2 separate regions of the Oryctolagus cuniculus genome follow, and region 1 is linked to region 2. The links are chromatin contacts, called in public Micro-C maps. All regions are on one chromosome and are shown on one strand. The core of a region is the stretch at or near the end of the contact, and the rest is flanking DNA. Distances in the headings are between cores, read along the strand shown.

Region 1 (5,722 bases), core at 2,058-4,557, 210 kb after region 2:
GGCGCCGTGGCTCACTAGGCTAATCCTCCGCCTTGCTGCACCGGCACACCGGGTTCTAGTGCCGGTCGGGGCGCCAGATTCTGTCCCAGTTGCCCCTCTTGCAGGCCAGCTCTCTGCTGTGGCCCAGGAGGGCAGTGGAGGATGGCCCAGGTGCTTGGGCCCTGCACCCCATGGGAGACCAGGAGAAGCACCTGGCTCCTAGCTTTGGGTCAGCATAGCTCCAGCCATTGCAGCCATTTGGGGAGTGAACCAACGGAAGGAGGACCTTTCTCTCTCTCCCTCTAGCTGTCTGTACCTTTACCTCTCAAATAAATAAATAAAATCTTTTTTAAAAAAAGAAAAAAGAAATTAAGATTCAGGGCTGGTGTTGTTACATAGTGGGCTAAGCTGCTGCCTGCGATGCCAGCTTCCCATATGGCTGCTGGTTCAAGTCCCAGCTACTCCAACTTCTGATCCAGCTCCCTACTAACATGCTTGAGAAAGCAACAGCACATGGCCCAGGTGCTTGGGCTCCTGCATCCATGTAGGAAACTTGGAAGAAGTTTCTGGCTCCTGGCTTTGGCCTGGACTAGCACCAGCCATTGTGGCCAAATGGGGATTGAATCAACAGATAGATCTTTTTTTCTGTCGCTCTCTTTTTTTCTCTCAGTAACTCTGCCTTTCAAATAAAAAATAATTTTTTTTAATTTTAATGAAAGATTTGGGGTTGGCATTGTGATATAATGGGTTAAGCCATCACCTTCAGCACCAGCATACCATATGGATACTGATTGGAGCCTGGCTGCTCCACTTCCAATACAGCTCCCTACTAATGTGCCTGGGAGACCAGTGGAAGATGGCCCAACTGCTTAGGCCCCTGCAGCTTCATGGGAGACCCAAATGAAGCTCCAGGCTGGGTGGGGCAGTTGTGGCCATCTGGGAAGTGAACCAGTGGATGGAAGAACTATCTCTCTCTCTCCCTATCTCTCCCCCTCTCTCTGTAACTTTGCCTTCCAAATAAGCAAAATATTTTTTTAAATTAAAGATTCATAAATTTTTCTTAACATCTTTATATTTCATAACTTAAGGAAGCATCAATTCAAAACCTTAACTCATGTATAATGTTTAGTATCAAGATTCATTTTAATGAAATGAACTGTCATTCCTTCCAAAGAGGCAACAAAGTATAGAATCTCATTAAATTTCTTAAACTAAACTACAGGAGTTAGAACACATTGTACCCATTTACTAAGCATTATACTAAGCTCCAAGAACAAAGGGGCAACATCATTCCCTAAAAATCACATTTTAACACATTGCCCAAGGTAGAGAGGTTATTTCTTCCCTTACCTCCCAACAAGTCTGATCCACACTATGAAACGTCTCCTTAATCACTCCTCTGCCTCTCTCCCCACTAAGGTCACACTGCTTCAGTATTCAAACATCCTTCCCCCAGACTGTTAACAATTTCCTAGTTGGACACTGTCTCCAGGCTTTCCCTACTGGAGAGTGAACCAACAGATGGGAGCACATGGGCTCGAGCTCTCTGTCAAGTAAATAAACAAAAAATTTTACAAAGAGCCACAATACTTTAACTTCTCAGTACATGAACTAAAATCATCACCTCGCTTCAATCATGCATTCTGAAGTCAGTACTTCTGGCAAAGTTGCACCACACTATATATAAAGAAATTTCTGGATATTCAAAAATTGTGATAATTTTTTAAAAACAGCTTCTTGTGCTTAAATCAGTCCCTTAAGAAGCTGATGAAAACAGTAACCTTGCCAAACAATTTATTGCTAACATTTAAGGTTGCAAGCCACTGTGAACAGTATTCTTATGCTTGAAGAACAGGCTTTAAAAAAAAAAATCACACTCCTTTTTAATTTCCCAGCATGGCTGTCCCCACGGAACTCATTCAAAGATGAAGCCAAGACAGAGCAATACCTCTCAGAGCGGGTAAGGGAGAAAACGACAGGCTATCTAAAACACCTTGGAAGGTGAAACTAAGAGTGCCACAGCCAGAGGAGGAAGCCCCTTCGACTACAGCCGTCGGACGTTGCAAGCTGTCGGAAGGCTTACCTTCAGCCGCTTGATCATTTCGTCGGTGGTGATCTTGTCGGTGATCTCCTTCACCCCCGGAGGGTAGGCGATCTTCCCATCGGCACTCACGACGCCACAGAGGGCAGTGGCAGGCTTGGGCTGCGCGGTGAAGTCCATCCTGGGGGACAACTTTTCTTTCACAGTCCTCTACCGGCCTCTATCGGTCAGAAAACCAAAGTTCAGCGAGAAAGGGGCGACTTTGTAACCTCTTTTTTCATTTCAAAAATCTCTAATCGGGAAAGGGCCCTTTCTCCCCCGGAGGCCAGAGACGCGGCCGCGGCTCCAGCGCTGGCTCCTTAGCGGGCCCGGGGATCCCGCCGCCCGCCCGCCGCCCCTACCCGCGCCGGCGCCGCCAGCCCCGGGCCCACGGGGCTCCCGGGCACCAGCCGCCTTGGCCGCGGGAGAAGCCGAGCAGCGCCAGGAGTTTCCCATTCCGCCTTTCACAATGAAATCCACCCCGGAGCTCCTAGGCCCTAAGTTTGGCTGCCTCCGGAGGCCGGTGAAGACCCCAAAGCCCCCGGCTCGGCTAGGCAGAAGCGCCCAGTCCCCGCCTGACCAGTCCACTCCGGGAAAGGAGACGCGAGGCCTATAGGGCTCGGCTTAGGCCGCAAAACTAGGGACCCAACCGGACCCACACGCCGCCGCGGCTCCTGGGAACAAAACGCTCTTGCACGGCCGAGCTTGGGCCCCTGGCAGTCCCCACCGGCTCCCGGCCCTCCTCGGTCCCGCTCCCCCACCCCTGCGGGAGGGGAAAACAGCCGCCTTCCACCCGCAACCCCACGCCAGGAAGAGGCTCCGCACTTCACATTTTGTTCCTTCAACTTCGGCTGATGGACCCCGGAGGCTTCCTACGCCCCCGGCCCCTCGGCGCCGCCCGGCCCCGCCAAGGCCTTACCGGCACCTCCCGGCAGCCGTGCCGGGCCTCGGACCCGCGGCACCTACCCCCCCACCCCCCGCGCTCCGGTCTCCCCTTCCGTCCCCTCCCTCCACCAGCCGAGGGCGGGAGCCGAGCCACCGCCGCCTTTACCTCCTCCTCATGCGGGCGGAAGGTGCATCGAGAGCCCGGGCCTCTGTCAGGTGGTTGCGCCGCCGCCCCTCGTCGGGCTGCACACAAAGCGGCTCCGCGGGTCCCGCCGCCGCCGCCGCCCGCCCGCCCCGGAGCGGCGCTGGGGCTGGCGGTGCCGAGGAGGAGCAGCCGCCGCGGGGGGAGACGCGGGGCGAGTGTGCACTGGGCGGGGAGACACTGCCGCTCTCCGTCTGGCCGAGGAAGAGCAGCCTCGGAGACGGCTCCTCCGGGAGCGTAGGCGCGGGTGTCCGCCCGGGACGCCCCCCACCACCACCACCACCACGGCCAGCCCGCCCGCACCTCGCGCGGGCCGGGGCCGCCGACCCGGACCCGGACGCCCCACGCAGCGGCGCGCGCCCGGCCCTCGGTGCCCCAGGGAGCCGGCGCCTCGCGCACACACCGGCCGGTCACGCGAGCGGCGCGAGAGCACGCGAGAGCAGTGCGCGCGCCTCGCTCCCTCCCCTTCCTCCGCCGGCCGTGCCTCCGCCTCCCTCGGGCCTGAGGCGGCCGCGCGCGGGGCCGACAGCGCCGCCATCCGGTTGGCGCCAAGACCCGCCGCGCGGGGCGCCTGAGGGAGGACGAGCGGAGGAGGAGCTCGGGTGGCGGGAAGCGAACCCCCGTCCCCACGGCCCTGCGAGGGTGCGCCGGGCGGACGGAGCTGCGCCTTTCGCCGCGGCGATGACTTCGTGACTTTGAGGGAGGACCACCCTGAGGGACTGGACGGAACCGGTGGAAAGACGATTAATTACTCGGTGAAAATGAACTGTATTTCCTCCCCAGGGACAGAACTACAAAAGTGAGGGGAAGTTTTTGCAACCCGACAACGTGGGCTGCTCATTTTTGCGTCTTCCGACAGCCAGTCGACTTCGCCTCCTACCCCCCCCCCCACCTTAGATTTCTAAACTTAGTATTTTGAAACCCACAAAAATACCCAGATGGCGCGCAGTCGACTAGTTCTCAAGGTATGGCCTCTGGGCCCCAGGCCTCGGGATCACTCGAGACACTGCCTGAAAAACATGTGTCTCCACCTGGAAAATCTACAGAATAGGAGCTCTGAGTGGAACCCCGGAATAAGCATTTGTACACGTTAGCAAGGTGGTTCCGGTGCGTGTGGGAGAACTCATTTTTAAAGTGTTCTAAACATACCAAAGATGAACTTTTTCTTTCATCTGAAGGAAAACAACCGCCAGGGAAAACTCAGTGCAGCAGCGTGTGAATAATTTAAGGTAAATAATTGAAGCAAGGGAACCTCAATAGCACACACACAATTTCAGAAGAGGAAGTTGAAAAGAGAATACAGTTACGTGAAATAGAATTCAGGTGTTGAAGCTGACCCCTGCCAGAGTTTAAAATGATGGTTGATTGTTTATTTAAATGATTCTTGATGGCTTTCCTTGCTCTTCTCCCCCCTCCAAAGCCTTCAACTTGACCTTAGAAATGCTAGAGGTATTGCCATTGTTTTTCAGGTGTAACACGAGGGAGTAATCATCTTGGACTTCACAGTTGCTGATTTGCTAGAGCTCTTCAGAAAAGTGCTGCTTTCTCCTTAGGTCTAAGAGTAGCAGGAAGAATGCATTTCAGACTGTCCTTAGTTGACATTTTACTCTCCCTCATAACGTTGATGTTTCTTGATTTTGTATATTTAAATAAATAAAGATGGAGGATGCTTTTTTCATTTTCTCAGTAACTTTAAAAAAATTATTTATTTGAAAGGCAGAGAGAATCTTCCATCTGCTGGTTCACTCCCCAGATGGCTGTAAGCCAGGATGCAGGAGCTTCATCTGAGTCTCCCATGTGGGTACAGAAGTCCAAAGACTTGGATCATCTTCTGCGTGCATTAGCAGGGAGCTAGGTCAAAAGTGGGGCAGTCAGGACTCCAACAAATGCCCATATGGGATTCCAGTGCTGCAGGTGATGACGGCTTTACCCTCCATGCCACTGGGCCTTACTCTAACTAATTTATGTACTATTAAATGGAGTTTTGTATATACATAGTTTTTAATCCAATGTATCACATTGTTTCAGTCCAAATTTACCATATGTACTGCCTGAAGCCAGTACAATGTATTACATTGTTAACATATAATTTTGTAATCACTCAAAAGATAGTAAGTTGAAAAATAAAACAAACTAACATCACAAAAGAAAAAAAATGGTAATCCCTGAGTATTGCAACAAAGGGTAGTTGAAAAAAAAATTTGCAGAGGGGCAGGCATTTGGCTTACTGGTTAGGCTGCCATTTCAGGCATAGCACATCCCACTACCTGGATTCCCTGACCCCCTCCTGCTCCTGATTCCAGCTTCCCACTAGTACAGACCTTGGAAGACAGCATGATGGCTCAAGTAGTTGGGTCCCTGTCACCCAAGGGGGAGACCTGGATTGAGTTCCTGGCTGCCATTTCAGGCTTCTGGGGAGAGAAACAGCAAATGGGAACTCTCTGATTTGTTCTATTAGCTTCTCAAAAGAATAAATTCCTAAAAAAAAAAAAAAAAACTATTTAAAATTTTTGTGAAAAATAATTAAAAGATGTTTATTTTCATGCAGAAAAATTTTGATATCAATGATTTTTAAT
Region 2 (5,215 bases), core at 68-2,567:
AAGCCTGGCCCAGTGGTTCATCGTCAGCAGCAGCAGCAGAGGCAGGGAGTTTGTTAGGCACCTCCTTAGGCCCAGCCTACATTCTTTTTTTTTTTTTTTTGACAGGCAGAGTGGACAGTGAGAGAGAGAGACAGAGAGAAAGGTCTTCCTTTGCCGTTGGTTCACCCTCCAATGGCCGCCGCGGCCGGCGCGCTGCGGCCGGCGCACCGCGCTGATCCGGTGGCAGGAGCCAGGAGCCAGGTGCTTTTCCTGGTCTCCCATGGGGTGCAGGGCCCAAGTACTTGGGCCATCCTCCACTGCACTCCCTGGCCACAGCAGAGGGCTGGCCTAGAAGAGGGGCAACCGGGACAGAATCCGGCGTCCCGACCGGGACTAGAACCCGGTGTGCCGGCGCCGCAAGGTGGAGGATTAGCCTAGTGAGCCGCGGCGTCGGCCCCAGCCTACATTCTAAAGACGAGGCTCACCAATACGATTAAAAAAAAAAAAGAAGAAAAGAAAAAAACTTCCAGGGGTTTTGATGAACACTCAAGTTTGAAAACCAAGGTTTTAGTTCCACAGATTAGCGGTCAGTATCTGGTTTCTAAACCCACTTCAGATCTTTCCAGGGGAAACCTATCTCAAATAGAAGCAATGGGCTCCAACAATAGCCGCCCTGAGTTTAATGACGGGTAGTCCCTCAGATGATCATTGTTAAGAGTGGCAGTCATGCTCTGCCCTCCTCTCCCCCCCACAAAGAAAAAAACCATAAAAAAAAAAAAAAAACCAGCAAAAAAACCCAAGCCACCGCGGTGGCTTTTCTGGGGCTGTCCTAACCGACCCTGGGCCGACCGGGGCCGCGCTTTCACACAGACTCGGCGGGCACACGCAGCCCGGATCCGGCTGAGTCAGGGCGACGCTCAGGCCGCGTGGGGCCGCAGGAAGCCCTCAGCCGGGCTCGGGCCTCCATGCAGAGGCCAGGGGCCGGCAGCCCCGCCAGTACCACACTGGGGGTCGTCCAAGCGAGGCGCGGGTGGGGGGAAGCAGGGGCGCAGCGGCGAATCCGAGAGGCCGAGGCAGGGATGGCCAGCGCGGAAGCCGCACCCGCCCGGCCCCAGACGCCGGCAGGGCGGAGTCACGCGTCCGCAGCTCCGGCTGAGACGCGCGGCGCGGCGCGGGCTCGTGGCTGAGGCGTATGGGGCTACAACGGGAGCGGCTGCGCCGCCCGGCCGGGTCGGTGTCGTGCGCATGCGCGGGTCCGGCGCCATTTTGGTGGCCGGGCGCGGAGGTGATTCCACAGAGCAGAGCCCGGCGGCCGGGGTGGCAGCGGCGGTGTTCGTGTGCTGGGATCTGAATCTCCGAGGGAGGAGGCGGTGGAGGAAGAGGTGGCGGCGGTGGCGGTGGTCGTAGCGGTGGCGGAGGAGGCGGGTACGAATCAGCTGCGGGCGGAGACATGGCCAACATCGCGGTGCAGCGAATCAAGCGGGAGTTCAAGGAGGTGCTGAAGAGCGAGGAGGTCAGAAATGAACTCCCGGACATTCCCCCACCAAGGCCCAGGGCGGGCGGGCCCTCCCAGCGGCGACCCCGATATCCCCGGTGGCCCTCCCCGCGGCCGCCCTTTTGCCTGTGGGGAAGCGGCCGTCTCCCCCTCCTCCTCCCGCCGCCTTCCCCTCCCTTCTAGGGCCCTGGGGTGGACGGCTCGCGGGCGGGTGGTCTGGGGAGGAGTACGGTTTGGGGGGGGGCGGATGAAGAGGGGTGCACTCCGCGGCGGGGTACGAGCTCTCTCTCCCGAGCCTCGAGGCGGTGGCAGCAGCTGGAAGTGTGGCTGTGGGGTGTGGGAAGGCAGCAAGGCCGGGCCTGAGAAAACCCGGGAAGTGGGTTGGGGGAAGGGGAAAGGTGGTAACTGGATCCGGAGAGCAGCGCTGCTCCAAGGCCCACACTCTGAAGGGTCTTGGGGTTGTTGCCTGTTAGGCCTTTGCTGTCCGTTCCGAAGGCGAGGAGCGATGAGAGCCCTGAGGTGCTGGGGGAAGGAGAAGGACATGCAGAGGTATTCCCTCCTAGTTAGGCGTGGGGAGACAGGAAAGGCATAATGGGATACTAGCTTGTTTGGGGGATGGGATAAAGGAATTTTCACCTGAGATAGGGAATTAATTCCAAATGAGATCTTTATCTCCTTTCCACGTGCCCCCCAGTTCCTAGGCCTCTTTATTGACATCTAGTGCTTTTTAACGGGGCAGAGGCTAGGTAGTGTATTAAAGATATTTACATATTTTTAGCTAAGGAAAAAATAGTGAATGAGTAGCTTATTTGAGAACATTATTTACAGGTTACATATCAGACTGTCTCAAGACAATGCCTCTGTGACTCGTGTTGGGCCATGAAACTCCATTATGATGTCCCTCATGGTTAAAACTTGTGTCTTTTAAAAATAGACCCATTAAAAACAAAGGATTTCACCCTGTTAATACATTGTTGTCTCTTAATTGAGTAGGTTTAACTCAATATACATCTCTTGACATAGCATATTCTTTATTTTTAAATTGTCTTTTTCTGCCGTTGAGTCCTGCAGAATTTAGATGCCTTACTTCTGACCACATTTACTTATGTAAGGTATTTAAAATGTCCTAGTAATTCTGACTCGAAACTCTGCAAGTGTCAGTACAGTTTGTCATAACTACTGAAAATTACTATTTTCGAGATCCACACCCATGTCATTATTGAATATATCATTGCTATTTGTGTCTTTTCTAATTGTTGCTTTGATAATGTCAATAAAGATTTGTGACACTCAGCCTTCCCAGGATGTGATGAGTAATTGACATAGTCTAATAGCACTTAAGCTTTATTTGTGTCATTGAATCTACTGTGATTTCATCTTTCCATACATCAGATGTGGAGAAAATCATTATAAAATTCAAAAATGACAAATACTAGCAGATCTATTGACTATAGTAGTACGTAAGTCATGATCAGCTCTACAGAGCATGTGTATGAACTCTGACCTTTGTGTTCGTTCATATGCCAAAACTCTGAATGGAAGGATGACTTTGTATTTTTTGTGGTACAATGCAGAATAGAGTCATTAATGTCTGGAGAGTGTGCAGTGAAACAGTGGTACTAACTTTCTATTTAGTAATGATAAGAAAGATGTATTCCAGGGTAGTTGATGTATATATTCCTAATGAAGAATTGCGGCTAATATTGTTGCTAACATCCTAAAACATTTCCTTTATAATAAGGGTGTACAAGCCTGAAACTTAATGAACTAATAGTTGTGGTGTTTTTTTTTTTTTTTTGTATTATTTAAAAGTGGTAAGTTACTGCTTCAGGTAATTCACGTGATCTTTTTGCTTTATGTGAGGTGACTTTATCATTGTATTCTTAAGGACTTAAGTTGAGGATTACCAGAAATACTTGTATTACCCTAGAAGTGCATATTGTTAAAATAATCTTTTTTTTTTTTTTTAAATGTAAGGGCTACTAGAGCCTTACTTTTAAAAGTGTCATAGTATTTTAGAGAAAGCAAGCAGGAAATACAAACAAAATTATTTTTAAAGTACCTTTATAAATCTGGAAGGAAACTGCTTCGGAGAAAGTGAGTTGCGAAGAACCTTTAGTTAAGGTCAAGCAGTTTAATCTTGAAATAAATATAACTAATAAACAGCTTTATTTTCATCAATATTTTAGTGGGCCCAGTTATATAAGTAGATTATGTTGATTATTTTCAGCTTATTGAAGGACTGGTGTTCTTTGTAAGGGTATAAATGCAGTATTTTGAATGGCCGATCAGTAATAAGTTATTTCGTCATGTCACGTTATGTGAATCTCTGGTTTACTGAAGTTTATTTCCTGTTCTTGTGTTTACTAAAACTAGTGGTTGATTTAAAGACCCCCCCTTTTTTGGGGAGCCCTTTTGTGTCTTTGTGAAGATAGCTAATGTCACAAGAGGTTATACACAACTATTAGAATATGTATTTGTGCAGGTGAAAGCATCATGAGAAATTGGTAAAAGTAGCTTCTTTTGTGTAGGGGGGTTGGGTGTATAGGGTATGAAGAGATCTGTTCAGACTAAATAAAATACATAAAGGCACCATCTAAGCCTGTTTTCCTTAGGACAGTGTTAGAAATCCATCTTGTAGCTGTTGGAAACTATTTTCTAAAATTGAGTTTTAGGTAATAATTCAAAGTTGTCTGGATTGGTGCATTTTGTAGTTATGAGTTCAGTTGTTGAGATGATTAGGTGAATTGTTGATTGTGATGTTATAAAACCATTCTATTTTATTCAAAAGTTGTATTATTTACCGTCAATTATTACTGGTATTAACAGCTGCCATTTGTAGCCATTTGCTTATACACTGTTGTTAATTCTTAAACACAAATCTTTGAATTTAGATTTCTGAGATGAGAAAATTGAGATCCAGGAGAAGTAAAATTATTTGCGAACATACAGCTTTGGGATTTGGATCTAGGTCTGCTTGTGTTTGTGTTGTACCACATTGTCATGGCTTGTGAAGATAGGCATGCTATTAATTATTTAAAATAATTGAGCTGGGTTTGCATTGCTAGTTAAAGGATTTAAACGCAACCTAATTTGTTAGTTTAAACTCACTGAAATAAGTGTTACCTCTAATTAACGTAAAAGTTTTTAAGCTTTGGAGCTTTTGTGAATTAAAAGCTCTCAATTGAATGCATCTACTCTTGTTTTTATGCTAAATGGTGTCTGTAGTTTTTTCACATTGTAGCTGCATGTTGGTAATGTTTTTAATAGTTTCCTAGAGAATGCTTAAACCTATGGCAGAAACAAATTGATTTCATGAAAAACACTTTTGTATATTTTATTTCAGGGTTAAAACAAACTTTTGTACATTTTATTGTTTTTTATTTTTATTTTTTGACAGGCAGAGTGGATAGAGAGAGAGAGAGAGAAAGGTCTTCCTTTTGCCATTGGGTTCGTCCTCCAATGGCCGCCACGGCTGGCGCGCTGCGGCCGGCGCACCGTGCTGATCCCTAGGCAGGAGCCATGTGCTTCTCCTGGTCTCCTATGGGGTGCAGGGCCCAAGTACTTGGGCCATCCTCCACTGCCTTCCCGGGCCACAGCAGAGAGTTGGCCTGGAAGAGCGGCAACCGGGAAAGAATCCTGCACCCTGACCAGGAGTAGAACTCGGTGTGCCGGCGCCGTTAGGTAGAGGATTAGCCTATTGAGCTGCGGTGCCGGCCAATTTTTGTACATTTTAAATTT

The links. A called contact is a pair of places that touch in the nucleus more often than the background predicts.
Region 1: a contact with region 2 is called in a Micro-C map of ear pinna, with 5 times the contacts expected there. The contact joins the promoter of PDS5A here to the promoter of UBE2K in region 2. A contact is called at or near these places in 3 of 6 Hi-C or Micro-C datasets (ear pinna, psoas muscle and an unstated tissue).

The regions. Positions count from the first base shown.
Region 1 is chr2:33,761,789-33,767,510 of mOryCun1.1, forward strand. It overlaps PDS5A (PDS5 cohesin associated factor A), which reads right to left and starts at 3,308. Exons shown (of 33, transcript XM_008275183.4): 1 at 3,111-3,308; 2 at 2,063-2,240. The coding sequence starts at 2,200.
Region 2 is chr2:33,549,204-33,554,418 of mOryCun1.1, forward strand. It overlaps UBE2K (ubiquitin conjugating enzyme E2 K), which reads left to right and starts at 1,318. Exons shown (of 6, transcript XM_051842473.2): 1 at 1,318-1,492.